3 separate regions of the Mus musculus genome follow, and all the other regions are linked to region 1. The links are chromatin contacts, called in public HiCAR-type and promoter capture Hi-C maps. All regions are on one chromosome and are shown on one strand. The core of a region is the stretch at or near the end of the contact, and the rest is flanking DNA. Distances in the headings are between cores, read along the strand shown. Region 1 holds the start of Zfp160 (zinc finger protein 160). Region 2 holds the start of Zfp758 (zinc finger protein 758). Region 3 holds the start of Zfp994 (zinc finger protein 994).

Evidence for each region. HiCAR-type assays count read pairs that join an accessible place to other places. Capture Hi-C pulls out chosen DNA fragments and counts their contacts.
Region 2: a promoter capture Hi-C map of liver shows a contact between it and region 1, with 5 times the contacts expected there. The contact joins the promoter of Zfp758 here to the promoter of Zfp160 in region 1. A contact is called at or near these places in 2 of 39 promoter capture datasets (hippocampal neurons and liver), 1 of 484 Hi-C or Micro-C datasets (B cells), 1 of 115 datasets of contacts at active chromatin or transcription factors (astrocytes) and 1 of 9 other capture datasets (liver).
Region 3: a contact with region 1 is called in a HiCAR-type map of astrocytes, with 5 times the contacts expected there. The contact joins the promoter of Zfp994 here to the promoter of Zfp160 in region 1. A contact is called at or near these places in 1 of 115 datasets of contacts at active chromatin or transcription factors (astrocytes) and 2 of 9 other capture datasets (adipose tissue and liver).

Annotation. Positions count from the first base shown.
Region 1 is chr17:21,007,542-21,010,635 of GRCm38.p6, reverse strand. It overlaps Zfp160 (zinc finger protein 160), which reads right to left and starts at 1,695. Exons shown (of 5, transcript NM_145483.2): 1 at 1,650-1,695.
Region 2 is chr17:22,359,829-22,362,922 of GRCm38.p6, reverse strand. It overlaps Zfp758 (zinc finger protein 758), which reads right to left and starts at 1,470. Exons shown (of 3, transcript NM_001347330.1): 1 at 1,216-1,470. The coding sequence starts at 1,341. It overlaps Zfp944 (zinc finger protein 944), which reads left to right and starts at 1,523. Exons shown (of 6, transcript NM_176962.4): 1 at 1,523-1,755.
Region 3 is chr17:22,224,141-22,227,234 of GRCm38.p6, reverse strand. It overlaps Zfp994 (zinc finger protein 994), which reads left to right and starts at 1,621. Exons shown (of 5, transcript NM_001205095.1): 1 at 1,621-1,696.

The sequences.
Region 1 (3,094 bases), core at 446-2,945:
TGGGGAGCAAGGGAAGGGGAGAGGAGATAGGGGATTTTCGGAGGGGAAACTAAGAAAGGGGATAACATTTGAAATGTAAATAAAGAAAATATCTCATAAAAATGTCTATAAAATAATAATAATAAAAAAGATATGAGTTAAAGTACTTAAGTTGGTGCCTGAAGGAGAAAAAACATCACACATTTACTGTGACCGGAGGCAACACATTCTATGCTAAAAGTTAAGTGTTAGGGGGTTAGAAGAATCCCACAGCTCCTCCACACATTACCCCTGTCAAAGAAGGGTGACACTGTCTAAAAAATCTCACATTAGTTCTGGCTGTATAAGGACTATAAAGGATCAGTAAACACCAACAGTATTTATTCATTGAGAAAGTGTCTTAGTTATTTGTCTTAGTATTCCACGCCACCTTTAAAGTCTCCATTTTCCTACCCCAGCTTTCTTCCCACATGCTGGCATTACTGATCTGTGCCACCATGCCTAACACAATACCAGTTAATGCCCATCAGATCAAGTTTTGCAACTCTCTTCCATACCACTAAAATTCAAACAAAAATTAAGGGTTTTTTTATTTCAACAACAAAGACAAGCTCAGTAATAATAACCTTACTATTCCATCAACTTCTGCTTTATCCAGCCTGCCCCTCCCTCATTCTGCACTATCTTATTCACACTTTCTGAAGGGACTTTGCCAGCTCCAGCATGGTGACCATGACTCTGGTAGGCCTTGCCCCTTTCCTCTCTCTGCCTTGCTAAAAACTCTCAGATTACATTCCTAAAGCTACACCCAAAGTCTATTCCTTTATTTGGCCAATTCCTCCTCCTGACACTTACTATGAAGGCCCAGCTATCAAAGCATTGAAGTCTGGCAACCGAAAGGCACCTCTGGCTCACCTAATTAATGTGCCAGCTAAACACCTCGTCCTAATAAGGGGATTCTCATTTTACCTCTATAAGCCGCCATTTGCCTATGGGTCACATCTGTCTCCTCTCTATCTAGAAACAGTCATTTGTCCCACTTCTGGACAAATACTCCTAACCCCTCTCTCTTGCCCCTTTCTGCCCTCTTCTTTGTTCCCTTCCCCTTCTTCCTCTATCTCCTGTCTCTGACCTTTATCCGGGCCTTCTGTACCTCTAAGACAAATAAATCTTTGTGCTGAGAACTTGGTCTGAGAACTTGGTCTTGGAAGTTCTCCCCAGATACTTTCCCTTTCGCTTCCATCGCCTGCTTTTCTTTCTGTCACACATTATGGCAGTTTAGCTGTTCTCTCACCCTCCTCTCCACTCTTGCCAGCATCTCCAGACCCTGCTTTCTTTTTCCTTTCCACCAGGCGCCGCGGCAAGCTGCTCCTCTGCTATTCTGTCACCCGCGGCACTCTCTAGTACCGCATCACCTGGCACTGCCCGCACAAACGATAGTCATGTCTCCTCCCCGACCGCTGAAGCTTTTGAATCCGTGCCCCCGCTCCTTCCTGGCTCCATCCCCTCCCCTGGCTCCGCTGCCATCTCTCTCTCCCACGTTCCTACTTCCTCAGTCTCGCAGCTCTCCGCGTCACCGAGTGGAGCTTTGCACACAAGATGGGGACTCCAGGGCAGAGGTCCGGGTTCTGAGTGCCAGCAACCGGCCTAAAGAATCTGGGAAAACTCACCCAGCTACAAAATTTATGCAGAGCAAAACCGCTTCCGGGTCGCTGCGCAGGAGTGCATTCAGCATTCGCGGTCAGATCCGGGGTAAAATAAGGCGGGACCAGAGAACAAGTGATTGACGCTAACAAGGGGCGGTACCTAGAAAGGAAGCTGCTCTGAGAAGGAAATTTTAGGGCATGCTGGCCACTGCGTGCTAGTGGGACTTGGAACAGGAAACTGTTGCTTGGAGGGGACAGTATTTAAAGAAATGTTTATGGGCTAGAGAGGACCTGAATGCTGAGAATGGCGTGGTGAGGGCTTAGAACTGTTTCGGAAAACAGCGGGGTGGGGGTGGAGGGTCAAACCAAATAATGGACTAGAAGGGAGTGTGGGGATGCATTGGAGAGTAGGATAGTGCTCAAGTACAAGTGGGCATGGGTCTGGCTCTACAAGGGGATTCAGAGTAGGTTGTGTTCTTGGTGCACAGTTCTCAGTCCCTCCTTATTCTCCCACAGGTTCCTAGCTCTAAGGAGCAGGGCTCCTGAGCATTGTCAATCAGTAACCATGCATAGGTAGGAGAGTCGGGGACGATGGTGAATATAAGCAAGCATTGATTTTATTTTTAATTCGAAGAGTTTTATATATAAAAACAATTACCTATTTTAAAAGTTATATTTTCTGTTACAAAAGAGAATTGCATTCACAAAGGTCATGAACGATTGGCATTGAAGATCGATTCTTTTTTTAAGTGCCAACTTTTCTCTTTGTAATAAAAATAACAATTTAAAAATATTTTAAGTGCTTTTTGGCTTGAAAGTTTGAAACAGCATATAAGCTATTTTGGCATTCTCATTGAAAGTTCTTACTGTATCTACTTTAAATAGAAACAAACTCTTGCATACAAGTACATGTGTTCTAAAGGATGTTTGTGACAGCAGTCTGCAGATGTAACTGTCAAAGGTCAGCGGGAATAATTTGAGGAATGGCTAATGAAAAATATTTCTTCTCATTTCCACCATGTAGCATATCTACAGTTCATCAAACATTTCCAAAGGAAGTACACATAGAATTCAACAAACTATCACCAGTATAGAATAATGAGATGCACTGAGTTTCCCTGGTACTTCACCATTGCAAAGTACTTTCAGATACATACTTTTAAATATATAATGAATAGTAATCATTTCACCCTACACTACTGTCTCATGATCCCTACTACTTCCTGCTGAACATTTTAATATATGCATTATGTTAGTAGAAAGTCATTTGCTATTCATCCTATTGAAAGCAGTTGCTCAGAGTCTGGACATCCTCTCTGCAAATGTCCTTCAAAATGCCATGTCCTTGGGCAGGTTGCCCCCCTAAATCTGAAGCAGAGGTAAGAAAAAGAGAAGAGGAAACAAAGATATTTAAAATATGGTATTGCTCTTGAGAACCACTAGAAGGTGAACCATTTCCATAAGGATTC
Region 2 (3,094 bases), core at 221-2,720, 1.4 Mb before region 1:
TTTGAAAGGGGAACAAAATACTCATAGAAGGAGTTACAGAGATAAAGTGTGGAGCAGAGACTGAAGGTATGACCATCCAGAGACTGTCCCACCTGGGGATCCATCCCATATACAGTCATCAAACGTAGACACTATTGTGGATGCCATCAAGTGCTTGCTGACAGAAGCCTGTTAGAGCTGTCTCCTGAGAGGCTGTGCCAGTGCCTGACAAATATACAGGTAGATCCTCGAAGTCAACCCCTGGACTGAGCACAGGGTCCCCAATGGAGGAGCTACCGAAAGGACCCAAGGAGCTGAAAGAGCTTGCAGCCCCATAGGAGAAACAATATGAACTAACCAGTATCCCGAGAGCTCCCAGAGACTAAACCACCAACCAAAGAGAACATACACATGGTGAGACTCAAGGTTCCAGCTGCATATGTAGCAGAGGATGGCCTAGTTGGTCATCAATGGGAGATGAGGCCCTTGGTCCTATGAAGGTTCTATGCCCCTGTGTAGGGGAATGCCAGGGCCAGGAAGTGGGAGTGGGTGGGTTGGGGAGCAGGGGGTGAGGCGGTGTATTCGGAGGAGAAACCAGGAAAAGGGATAACATGTGAAATATACATAAAGAAAATATCTAGTAAAAATTAGGCAATTTAAAAAATAAATCAGCATATGAAGACGCATTTCTGAATGCTTTACTTACATCCTAAACTGCATACAACTCAGACGAATAATTCATGGGCAATAAAAAGTATGCTTAGTAAATAGTAATGTTTACAATCATAGCCGTAGCATAACACAAAGTATATTTTCTCGTTCAAAAAAGTGTGCACTGGTTCTTCATATGATTACTATATACACAAAGTTCTACATAGCAGGGTAAAACGTATCCTCTTGAATAAGCAATTAGTAAAACACAGGAGTTAGAAAATATGAATAAATTTACATTCCGTAAGCTTTGTGATTGACACAATAGCAAACAGCAGATAATACAACTGGTCTATCATTTTTAATGAGTTATTTTACGACTGAATATTCTGTTAACTGGAGGATAAATGAAAAAAAACCATGATAGACCAACTGTTCATAAGATCTCAACTTCCTGACAACTGTAAGAGATCCACATCAGAACTGTGAGAGCGGCGTCCATAAAAACAGCTGCGGAAGCCCCCCCCCCCCCCCCACCTCCCCGCTCCGCTCCCTCCCGTTTCCCAGCCCCGCAGCGCCTCTGACCTGGGACCTTCCAGGGCTGCGCTGCTGACTCTCCCAGGTCCGCAGCCACAAAACAGAGTCTGAGGAGCTTTCCGGTTTCCGAAGGAAACTGGGGCCGAAAAACCAGCGCTCAGTTCGAGTACACATGGATTACACAGGTAGCAAGGGGAGTGGTGGCTTTTCACGTCATTCTGGCCTGGACATTTGGAGCTGGCGACCTAGAAGAGAACGCAGCTGGACGGACTCTACCAACGTAATTAAGGAAGTGAAAGCGGCGGGCCTGAAGGCGTTAGCGCTGTCACGTGACCGGAACCGTGGTGTCCTGGGCGGGGCTAGGGGAGCCGCTCCAAAGATCGTGGCCAGAGACTGGGAACCGCGTCCCCTTAGGTACCTGTTGGAGCCAAGTTGTCTCTACTCCCACTGCGGGCGACTTACCCTGGCCTGGTTCTTTTCGAAGGCCGTAACTCTCCTCAGATGCGGTTTCCTGTGCTGACCTGGGAGAGTCAGCCATCAGCCGCGCAGCCGGGGGCACCGCAGCCCGGCGGCCCTGGAACCTTCCAGGTCAGAGGAGCTGCGGGGCTGGGAAATGGGCTGGAGCGGAGCAGGGGCTTGTTTTCTGCAGTTGCTCTTAAGGACGCCGCGCTCACAATTATGCTGTGGATTTTTATCATTGTCAGGAGGTTTGAGATCCTATGAACTGGGTGTATCGTGCTTTGTTTGTTTGTTTGTTTGTTTTCATTTATCTTATGGTTACCAGAATGATTTCCGAAAATAGTGTCGTAGAACATTTGCAGTACTGTAGTTTGCACACGGGGTTCTCTTTGTAACAGCAGTTACAAAGCTTCTCGAACTTAGATTTCTTAACTCCCTTGACCCATCATTTGCCTACTCAGGAGAGAGTGGCTTATGGCCTGGGAAATAGGCATCCTCAGAGGGCTTTGTAGGTAGAAGTAAAAAGAGGAACCAGGGCAGACTTGACTGACTCAGAAAGTAAGGGTCCAGACTTAACCAGGATGTGATTGGAAAGAGAGAGGTGGAGTTGGACAAAGGAAGAGAAGGGAAGAGAGAATAGGGGGCAAGAGAAGAAGCGGGAGCCAAGAAAGCACCTAGCCAAAGTTGTCTCCTTTGATACTGTTTGGTTTTGGATGCCAGGACAATGGACTGAGGTGCATATTTTAAATATCAAAGCAGACCTGACCTCAGGGTTCTACCAACCTGAGAGGCCCTGCCCTCAATCCTAACTTTTCAGCCCAGGGTCCTGGTTGCCCTTCCACTAGAGGTGCCTCCCTATATAATCCAAACGTTTTGGTCTCTATCTCTCTTCCTCCTCTTCTTCTTCCTCTTCCTCCTCTACTGTGGATGGGCCTGTTCTTGTGAACCAGTCCCCTAATGAATATAGGAGCCAATCACTGGGTGAGTACATGGGACTTTCAGGTTGGACATAGGAAGAGAGTAAACAAGAGAGAGTCGGGTCCTTTTGGAACCAAGACAGCATATGGGTAAGATGTAGCTGCTTGAGTGTCCCAGTATCATGGCAGATCCACAAGGATCAACCACTAGAAGAATAAGAGTACAAGGCTTACAAGATTAGGTTTTCAGGGTTGTGCCCAGAGATTGAGTTACTATTGTTTCTGAATTAAGTTTGTGTTGCATTATCCTTCACATAGTGGCTTGCATGGGTTCAAGAAAGAAAGGTACAGCAGCAAAGCGAGGGTTTGCCAGATGTGTACCACAAACGATGTGGGGGACTTAAAGCACAGGGTTGCTGTGGTAACAACCTGCCAGTGGGAACCTAGAGAGCTGGGTTGCAAGATTGTGGAGCTTGGAATCAGAGTCTCCAAGAGCTAAAAACAGGTTGACCATTGCACGCCAGTGCATGGCAGGCCAGGCCACCTGGGCA
Region 3 (3,094 bases), core at 372-2,871, 1.2 Mb before region 1:
TAGTTCTAGCACTGATAAAGGCATATTATGAAGATTGTGTATGTCTTTTACCTTGGAAGTGAATGATCAAAACCTGGGTAGAAACAACAGTTGAGATTATATGTTTTCCACAACACATTGCAAACAATTGTAAGACTTCTATGATAAAAGGTTCAAGTTTTTGAAGACAGAAATTAAAGAATATACTAGACTGTGGAAAGATCTCCCATGCTTGTGGATGAGGAGGCTTCACATAGTAAAATTGGCCATCCTACCAACAGAAATCTATATATTCAATGCATTCCTTACCCAAGTACCAGATTCTGAGCTACAGACCAGAGTGATAAAATGAATGCCCTTTCCCGTGAGAATTCAAGTATTACCATGTCCATTTTCCTTACCATTCTGATCCCGAATCCATGAATCCCATCTGCATGGAATTTTAAGTAGTATAAACTCAGATCAGAAGGCATTTTATTTTTCCTGGCTATCAAAATTCTGTTGTACTATCACTGTATTTTTGCTTACAGGAACTGGGGCTGACGCTGGTGTTTTCATTCATGTTATGATTGTCAGACAATTTATAGGAAAATATTTGTGCAAACTATTTGCATTATCTATTTTCTTTGCTATTGTGGCCATGACAAATATCTTGGAGTTTAACTTTATCAGTGCTTTCCACTACCCTGTTATACAGCTTTTGTTTCTACAGAGTGACCTTTGTCCCTGGAGCTCCCCAGAGAGCTTGCAGAGCACCCTCCCATCATTCTCTGTCCCATCTGTCTTTATCCACATTTTCATCTCAGTGGTCCCTCTTATACTTCATGTATGCTTTGATACATGGTTTGGAAGGAAGCCAAACTTTGTGAGTCATTTTTAGTATTGTGTGTTGGGGTGCAACATAAGAAATTGGAATTTATCTCTTAAACTCTTGTCTCCCTTGCCTCTACCTCCCTAGTGCCTCTCCCTGCCCTCCATTCCTTTCCACCCTCTTTCCAGGAGGGCATGGCCAGCCTCCACTTACCTACTCTCTCCTTCTGTCTTTCTCTGCCTCTACTACTCTCTTAACTCCCATCCGCATGCCCTAAATAAACTCTATTCTATACTTTAAAAAAAAAAAGAAAAGGAATTTAACGCCTAGGTTATATTTTGCTGTGCGATTGTAGCCGAGGAGGCTAGCGTCCCAAGCTAAGAAGTTGGGCTGCCTATTTATTATCTGAGGGTTTCAGAACTACCTCTCAGATGTCAGAGTGCAGCATCATACAGAACCAGTTTTTCCTAGTCTGTCAGCAAGCAGCAGGGAGGTTGTGCAGAGCAGGTCCACAGGTGGAGCTGTGAGGCAGGAAGCCAATGACTGAGTGGGAGGGAATGGAATCCCCGGGGCAGGGATAAAGGCAAGACCAGGACATTGACCAGACAGGAAAAAAAGTATTAAAAATTAAGGTTGAGAAAGCGCTTGCTCACAAAGTGTTTGGGGGAACCACGTGACCCTAAGTATGGTTTATTGGGCGGGTCTAGGAGAACAGCTCCTAAGATCCAGGCCGGAGTGACAGGAACTTCCACCAATCAACTTTCTACCTTTCGGTTTCTGCGTCCTAGCTGTCTCTGGACCCGGAAAAGTCTCCTCAGAAGCATTTCCGTGGCGGAGGGCCTGGGGAGGCGGCAGTCGGCAGTGCAACTGTTGGCACAGCAGCCCGGCGGCCCCGAAAGGTCCCAGGTTAGAGGCGCTGCGGGGCTGGGAAACGGGAGGGAGCGGAGCAGCGGGGTGTTTTCCTCAGCTGCTCTTAAGGACGCCGCTCTCACAGTTCTGTCATTGGTTTCTTACCACTGACCGGAAGTTTCAGATCCTGTGACCTGGGATTTATCGTGATTCTTTAAAAATGTATTTTACAATTACTGGAATATTCAGTCATAAAATCACTGGTAAACCAGAACACCCTCCCCGCCCCAACCTAAGCTCCCTGGGACTAAACCACCAACCAAAGAGTAGACATGCAGGGACCCATGGCTCCAGCTGCACACTTAGCAGGAAATGGCCTTATTGGTCATCACTGGGAGGGGGAGCCCCTTGGTCCTGTAGAGGCTCAATGACCCAGGGTAGGGGAATGCTAGGGCGCTGAGGTAGAAGTGAGTGGGTAGGTGGGGGAGCACACTCATAGAGGCAGGGGGATAGTGGGTTTGTGGAGGAGAAACTTGGAAAGGGGATAATATTTGAAATGTAAAAAAAAAAAAAAAAAAAAAAAAAAAAAAAAAACCAATAAAAACACGAAGAAAAAAAAACTTGTTATAGAGCGGTTGCATTATCTATTTCCTAATATGACAATTACAAAGATAGTGGAAAGTAAATTTGTTCTTGCTTTCTTGCCTTGTTTTACTAATTGCTTGTTCAAGAGAATGCCTTTGGCCCGGTTAATAGGCATCCACAGAGAGCTTTGCATATAATATTATATGAGGAAACAGTGCCCATTTATTGAACCAAAAATATAGTTTATCGAGCCCTACTGTTATGGGTGTAAACACTAATATTTACTAAGCAGACTTTTTAGTGGCCATGAACTTTTTAATCAGAATTGTATGCAGTTTAGGATGTAAGTAAAACATTCAGAAATATGTCTTCATATGCTGAGTTCTTATGTTACTCCTTGGGTCCAGGCAAGCCCAATATTGCAGTCTCTTAAACCAGACTATAGATTAAAATAAAGTTTTAGAAAACATCTTTTGAATAATTATGATCACTTCCCTGTATCAGAAAATTGTCTCTTTGGTTGAAGGAAAGCACTTTGCCCTCACATAGGTGGCCAAGCTGTTGTTTTTTACTTTAGGGTTTGTTATCATTCAGTGCTGTGTCTGTGGACTTCTAGTAGGAGAAATGGGAATTCCTAGACCCTGCAGACAGGGCTTTTGGCAGAGATCTCTTTTGGACAGTGCAGCAGTCTGGTTTCTGTTAATGACAATAGTTTTCCTGAAGTCTCCCTAGCTCTTCCTCAGAGTTCAAGGGAGAATGACTGTTCATGTGTCTGAGCCTACATGCTTAGAGGAAAAGAGACATTTTTATTTCTGATATTTTCTCTCTCCTTCATGTTTATCCTTTTTTAGGCATCCTTTATTTTTGTTC